Linked DNA regions of Salmo salar: region 2 is linked to region 1. The links are chromatin contacts, called in public Hi-C maps. All regions are on one chromosome and are shown on one strand. The core of a region is the stretch at or near the end of the contact, and the rest is flanking DNA. Distances in the headings are between cores, read along the strand shown.

Evidence for each region. A called contact is a pair of places that touch in the nucleus more often than the background predicts.
Region 2: a contact with region 1 is called in a Hi-C map of gill, with 4 times the contacts expected there. The contact joins the promoter of her9 here to the promoter of perm1a in region 1. A contact is called at or near these places in 2 of 3 Hi-C or Micro-C datasets (gill and muscle).

What each region holds. Positions count from the first base shown.
Region 1 is chrssa15:74,790,246-74,793,016 of Ssal_v3.1, reverse strand. perm1a (PPARGC1 and ESRR induced regulator, muscle 1a) reads left to right here and starts at 1,381. Exons shown (of 4, transcript XM_014146001.2): 1 at 1,381-1,941; 2 at 2,477-2,771. The coding sequence starts at 2,512.
Region 2 is chrssa15:74,926,435-74,929,205 of Ssal_v3.1, reverse strand. It overlaps her9 (hairy-related 9), which reads left to right and starts at 1,382. Exons shown (of 4, transcript XM_014146000.2): 1 at 1,382-1,741; 2 at 1,913-2,008; 3 at 2,118-2,205; 4 at 2,316-2,771. The coding sequence starts at 1,634.

The DNA of each region.
Region 1 (2,771 bases), core at 132-2,631:
TTGTTAATTAGGTGGGCTGTTTTCCTATAATTAGCCTTAGTGATGAAAATCAGGGCTCATAATGGCCGTGGATAGTAATAGAGTTTGTGAATGTGGAGGGTAGATGCAAATCCTGAATGTTTTTAGACGCAAGTTCGGAATGCTTAACAACAGTCTCTCCTCCAAGACTGGAATCCAACTGGTGTTTGTGTGAGCCAACCCTGTGGATGAAAGCGTTTCCAAATGTAGGCTACTCTTCTGACAACATGGTGAACAATTTGAAAGCGCCTTGTGTAAATTGCTTTATGAATCTGAACCCTTTCTAAAGTCAATATCCTTGTCATTACATTCCATTGCAATCAAGACACATCAGCAGTCTGTTACGCCCAGGTTAAGTGTTGATAATGAGATCATAAATGATATGCTATCTTGATATCTGTGAAAGTCAATGACATTTTTAGAGCAGGGATAGCCCCATAATCCTATTGTCCTCATTAAATCATCCTGATAGCTGTAAACAAAGACTTAAACCCACCTCAGTTTAAGCCTGGGGCATCTGAATGGCAGACCTCACAGTTTAAACAATGTATATGCAAAAGTTAAGTTAAAGTCACGTAAAATAACAGAATAAGAACTATAGATTGTTGTGAAGATATGGGATGGCCGATATCACCCTCAGGATCACTTCTTTGACTTGTCTGATTTATTGTAGAGTTCAGCTGTTGCTCGCACTCAAACCATAAAAAGGAGGCAAAAAATAATAATACATCCTAATCTACTGCCATGCTTGAAAGAATACAAAAAGTTACATGGCAAAGTTTTTATTTAGCACTTTATTGCACTTTGCACGCCCTGTCACTTTTTGTATTCAGATGAAATAATTGTAGAATTATTCTGTCTCCCACATGGAGGCAGGGCCGGCTCCAGGCATAAGCTACATAAGCAGTTGCTTAGGGCCCAACGGTCGCCTACCAATGGCAAAATATATAGAACTGCAGAAAACTTGCTCTAAAACTGCAACATTTTCTCTATGCTCCATGGCAAAATGTGTAGAAATGCAGGAAATTGACTTTAAAAAGTAAATTGTTCTCTCCACTGTCAAGAGGAGGGACACCATTTTTTTCCCCCCTTGGTGGGGAGGCCCCCTAAACAAATCTCGCTTAGGGCCCCCAAAAGGCTAGAGCTGGCCCTGCATGGAGGGATCAGCTAGCTAGATTCTGGCTGCAACATGGCCTGTGTCAGACGACTCTCACATAAACTGGCATCCATTTTTTTCCATGGCCGCTCCAGCACTCCAACCTTTTCTGGCATTCACTCTGACTGTCCACAGTGTCAAGTGTGTCTAAGGGGAAGATTCAGATCCTCTGTCACCCAGTGACATCATACCAGCGATGTATCAGCTGACTGACTGCCACAAATGACACTCTTCCGTGGGAGTGTGGCCATTGTCAGGAGCATTAGCTGCCTCGCAAGACTTTACTGCAGAAACATCGGGTACAGTTGTGTTATGCCCTGGCTGTTCCATACAACCAATGTTAGAATGAATCTGTCTAATACTACAAGGAAGCAAGGAACCCCAAAAATATAAACTTATACGAAAGACCACTTGCTGTCTAACTGGCATGAAGAAGGTGTGACAAAGTGGGTAAACTACATTAATATCACGTAGACATTCAAGATCTTGTGATCACTTTGTGAGTGTGGCATCTATTTACGGTGCTGAAACGTTATACCTCTGTTGGGAATGATGGCAAGCGCCAGACTGGAGCATTGCGTGTATTACGTGATAAGAGGCACCGAAGCACCGCTCTATTTATAACGAATCATAGGGCCTGACACATTGCACTCTCACAACATATGGACGGCCGACCAGAGGACACATAGAGAAACAGCATGCCACTGCTGGGACTCCGGAGCATAACACTCTATATAGGAGTGGCACAGCAGCAGGAGGCTTAACAGGTAGGACCTTATGGCTGCACACATGGACAATACACTTTCTGATACAGATGTGTGGGGGAGTCCTTTAATAGTTAAGGTCATTTCAAGTAATGTTGGAGTTAGTGATTCTGTGACATACATGAATTTCCTGAAAACTATCTTTTTATTTTAGTTAATGATTACATTTCCCCACCTAGACAGAAGGAATTGCACATCAAGTGGGGGCTCATAGGCCACAACAAAGCATACCATCATGCGTTAGCAGACATTATCTATGAAGGCTTTTTGCAAAGCAGGTCTTAGTTGCTCTCCTCAAACAAGTTTTCGCAATGCACTTGGCAAACGTAGCCAATACTTGGTTGAGACATCATGTGGCCTAAACTGATGGCAAACAAAGATTTTCAAGAGTTGACGTTATCTGTCATTTGTTGCAGTAGCATTGTTAAGAATCCCACTTTTTTGTTGAACTAGTTTGAGACACGAGTATCTTTATCTTCTCAGGTGTCACACCATGTTTGCAGTGACATTTAAAGCACTGTGTTGATTTATTTCACAGGTAGTGGTGAAACTGTTTTGTAACCCTTCCTCACAATGGATGACTATGAACACAGTGTGCACGTCTCCGAGTGTGACTGGGACTCCTTCTTCCAGGAGTGCGAGGAGTGTGACCTCCACCCCCCCGCGCTGGCTGGATTGGACTCTAGCATTAGTGACTACAGCTTGAGTGATGTTGATGATGCGGGAGGGTCCACTTTCTTAGACAAGGGTCTGCGAGCTGACCTCAAGTCAGATGCTTGGTCGGCTGTCTGCCCCATGGACGGCCCCCGGGATTCCGAGGGTTCTCCCGTGGA
Region 2 (2,771 bases), core at 133-2,632, 140 kb before region 1:
CGCCCTTTTCCTTCAAACTCAGGCTCTCACCCCATTATCCTAGTAAATTTCAAAAGTGATATATTACTTATGCTATAATGTTAGGTTATTACATTATACTATTATTTTCTGTTATTATATTTCTACTTTCAATGTGTTGTGTGACCTGCATTGTTTTGTAGCCTAGGCCAAATGGCTTCCATTCTCCATAGAGGAATTAACGAGTTCGAGAAGAAAAGGGTCAGTGCTATTTGAGATCCTTGGGACGTCCCTACTCTAAACCCTAATCATAACCCTTACCCTAACCTTAGCCCTTATCTAACCCGAACCATTTTCAACGTCAACTTCAATAGGGTAGGGACGTCCCAAGGATCCAAAGAAAAGTCCCCCTCAAGGCTGTAATAAGGGAAATCCGTTTCGGCACGTGCTCAGTGGAGGCTCAAGTGTACGGAGCAGGCGCACACAGTGCGACTGGCAAGCGGACAGATGTCGCATCGCTCTTCCTCCGCACCCTTCACAGCTTCCGCGCTGGAATGATTGGCACTTAGATGTTCATACAGCCAATAAGACGTAGCTCAGTTAGATCTGCATAAAGTGACAGCCTGCCATTGGTTGACTGCGTGCCCCTGCAAACAGCCTCGCGTGCCATTACAGTTGTTCTGAGGCGCAATTGGATCTCTGGATAAGGCCTAGCTACTGATAAAATAATAATACTAATAATTAATAGGTTAAGACGAAGTGAACCGCTATACTGAAATGTTAATCTATATCATTGAAGTATTAATGTATAGTTATTACAACCCTTATGTTTATCCAAATATAAATGCATTTTACGCATTTGCGTCAGTGAATATGAAAATAGTTAAAATGTATTTATTGGGTACTTTAGTATAAACCCACACACACTTTTTGAATGTAAGCTATATTCTTGCCTTCGTCCATTGAGAAAAAAAGTATTTATTTTCGACATTTGGGATATGCCTATAGAAACTATTGAATAAATAGACATGCAACATTATTTCAAAGGTAGGCTATTTATATCAATATAGAATTAAAAGCATGGTGAGGCTTTGTAAAATACAGTATCTTTAAGCATCGTGAATATTTGTGAACACAAAAAGCATACATTTTTTAAGGGTATGAAGAAGTTGGAAGTAAACCGCCAGCGCATTCCCCCAATTCGCCTTATCACTTCACAGACAGACCGACTGCACTCGCCGCTTTGTTGTTTGTCCCTCCAGTGCCGATTGAGCAGCGCGTGACTGACAGCCCGCGGGGGTGTTGTCCAATCAGCAGTCTGCCCCGCGCCCAATGGGTGAGTCCGCACGCCCATTGGCTGAGACGAGTGTGGGAAAGAATGCAGAGAGGGTTTCACACGAACTGGGAGCATGCGAACCGTCTATAAGTACGGCTGGCGTGTGTCGGCAGCCGAGCAGACTCGACCTGCCCAACGTAGCTTGGCACAGCGCTCTCTCTTATACTCGATGACAATCCGGTTATACCAAGTGATATAGCTGATCAGTGGCGTGACTGTCGTAGGATATCTTTCACACTGGTTACAATTTGATCTAAACATAAAGAAGCAGAAATATTTTCCAACGTCTCCAAAAGGATATATTTTTTCTATCTGCCGGAAGAGGTCATTTAATCCAAAATGCCAGCCGACACCATGGAGAAACAAACGGCATCCCCTATTGCTGGTGCACCTGCAAATGGTTCCCATACTCCAGACAAACCCAAGAATGCCAGCGAGCATAGAAAGGTACACTTCTAAAACTGCCTGTGGATTTAAAATGAATCTGATTTATTCAGCATAGACCTGCTAGGCTAATGTTGCAAATTAAACTGTAGGTAGGCTAACGACATTTTACTTGTGAGATACTCGGAATTATCCATGAACATGCAATTCATGTTAAAAACATTTATTTTGCAGTCCTCAAAGCCCATCATGGAGAAACGTAGGAGAGCGAGGATAAACGAAAGCCTTGGCCAACTCAAGACACTCATCCTTGATGCACTTAAAAAAGATGTAAGTCAACGTGATTTCACAATTGAAAATCACTGTTTAGTTCATTATTCCTGGGATTTAATGTTGTATTAATGCACACTCCTTAACTTTGCTATGTTCTTATCCACAGAGTTCCAGACATTCTAAATTGGAGAAAGCCGATATTCTGGAAATGACAGTGAAGCACTTACGGAATTTACAGCGTGTGCAGATGACTGGTAAATTGCAATGCGAATATCTAATTTGACATCTGGCCAACACTTAATTTTTACATTTTCATCGAATAGACACGATTTCTAATGTTCTCATTTTTCTTTTTCCTCAGCAGCGTTGTCAGCAGACACTACTGTCCTCAGTAAATACCGGGCGGGATTCAACGAATGCATGAACGAGGTCACTCGCTTCTTGTCCACCAGCGAGGGGGTGAACACGGAGGTGAAGTCGCGGCTTCTCAACCACCTGTCAGGTTCCCTAGGCCAGATGATCGCCATGAACTACCCCCAGCCAACCCCAACTCAACAGGCTCACCTTGCGCAGCCTCTTCACGTGCAGCTACCTTCTACCGTGCCCAACAGTGTCTCTATGGGTTCCAAACTCAGCACCGTGGAAGCCTTGTCTCCTAAAGTTTTCGGGGGGTTCCAGCTTGTGCCTGCCACCGATGGACAGTTTGCTTTCCTTATTCCCAACCCTGCATTCGCCTCAGCATCAACCCCAGTCATCCCTCTGTATGCTAACGCAGGTGTACCAATGACAGTCAACGCCAGTCCTATCCACTGCAGCTCTG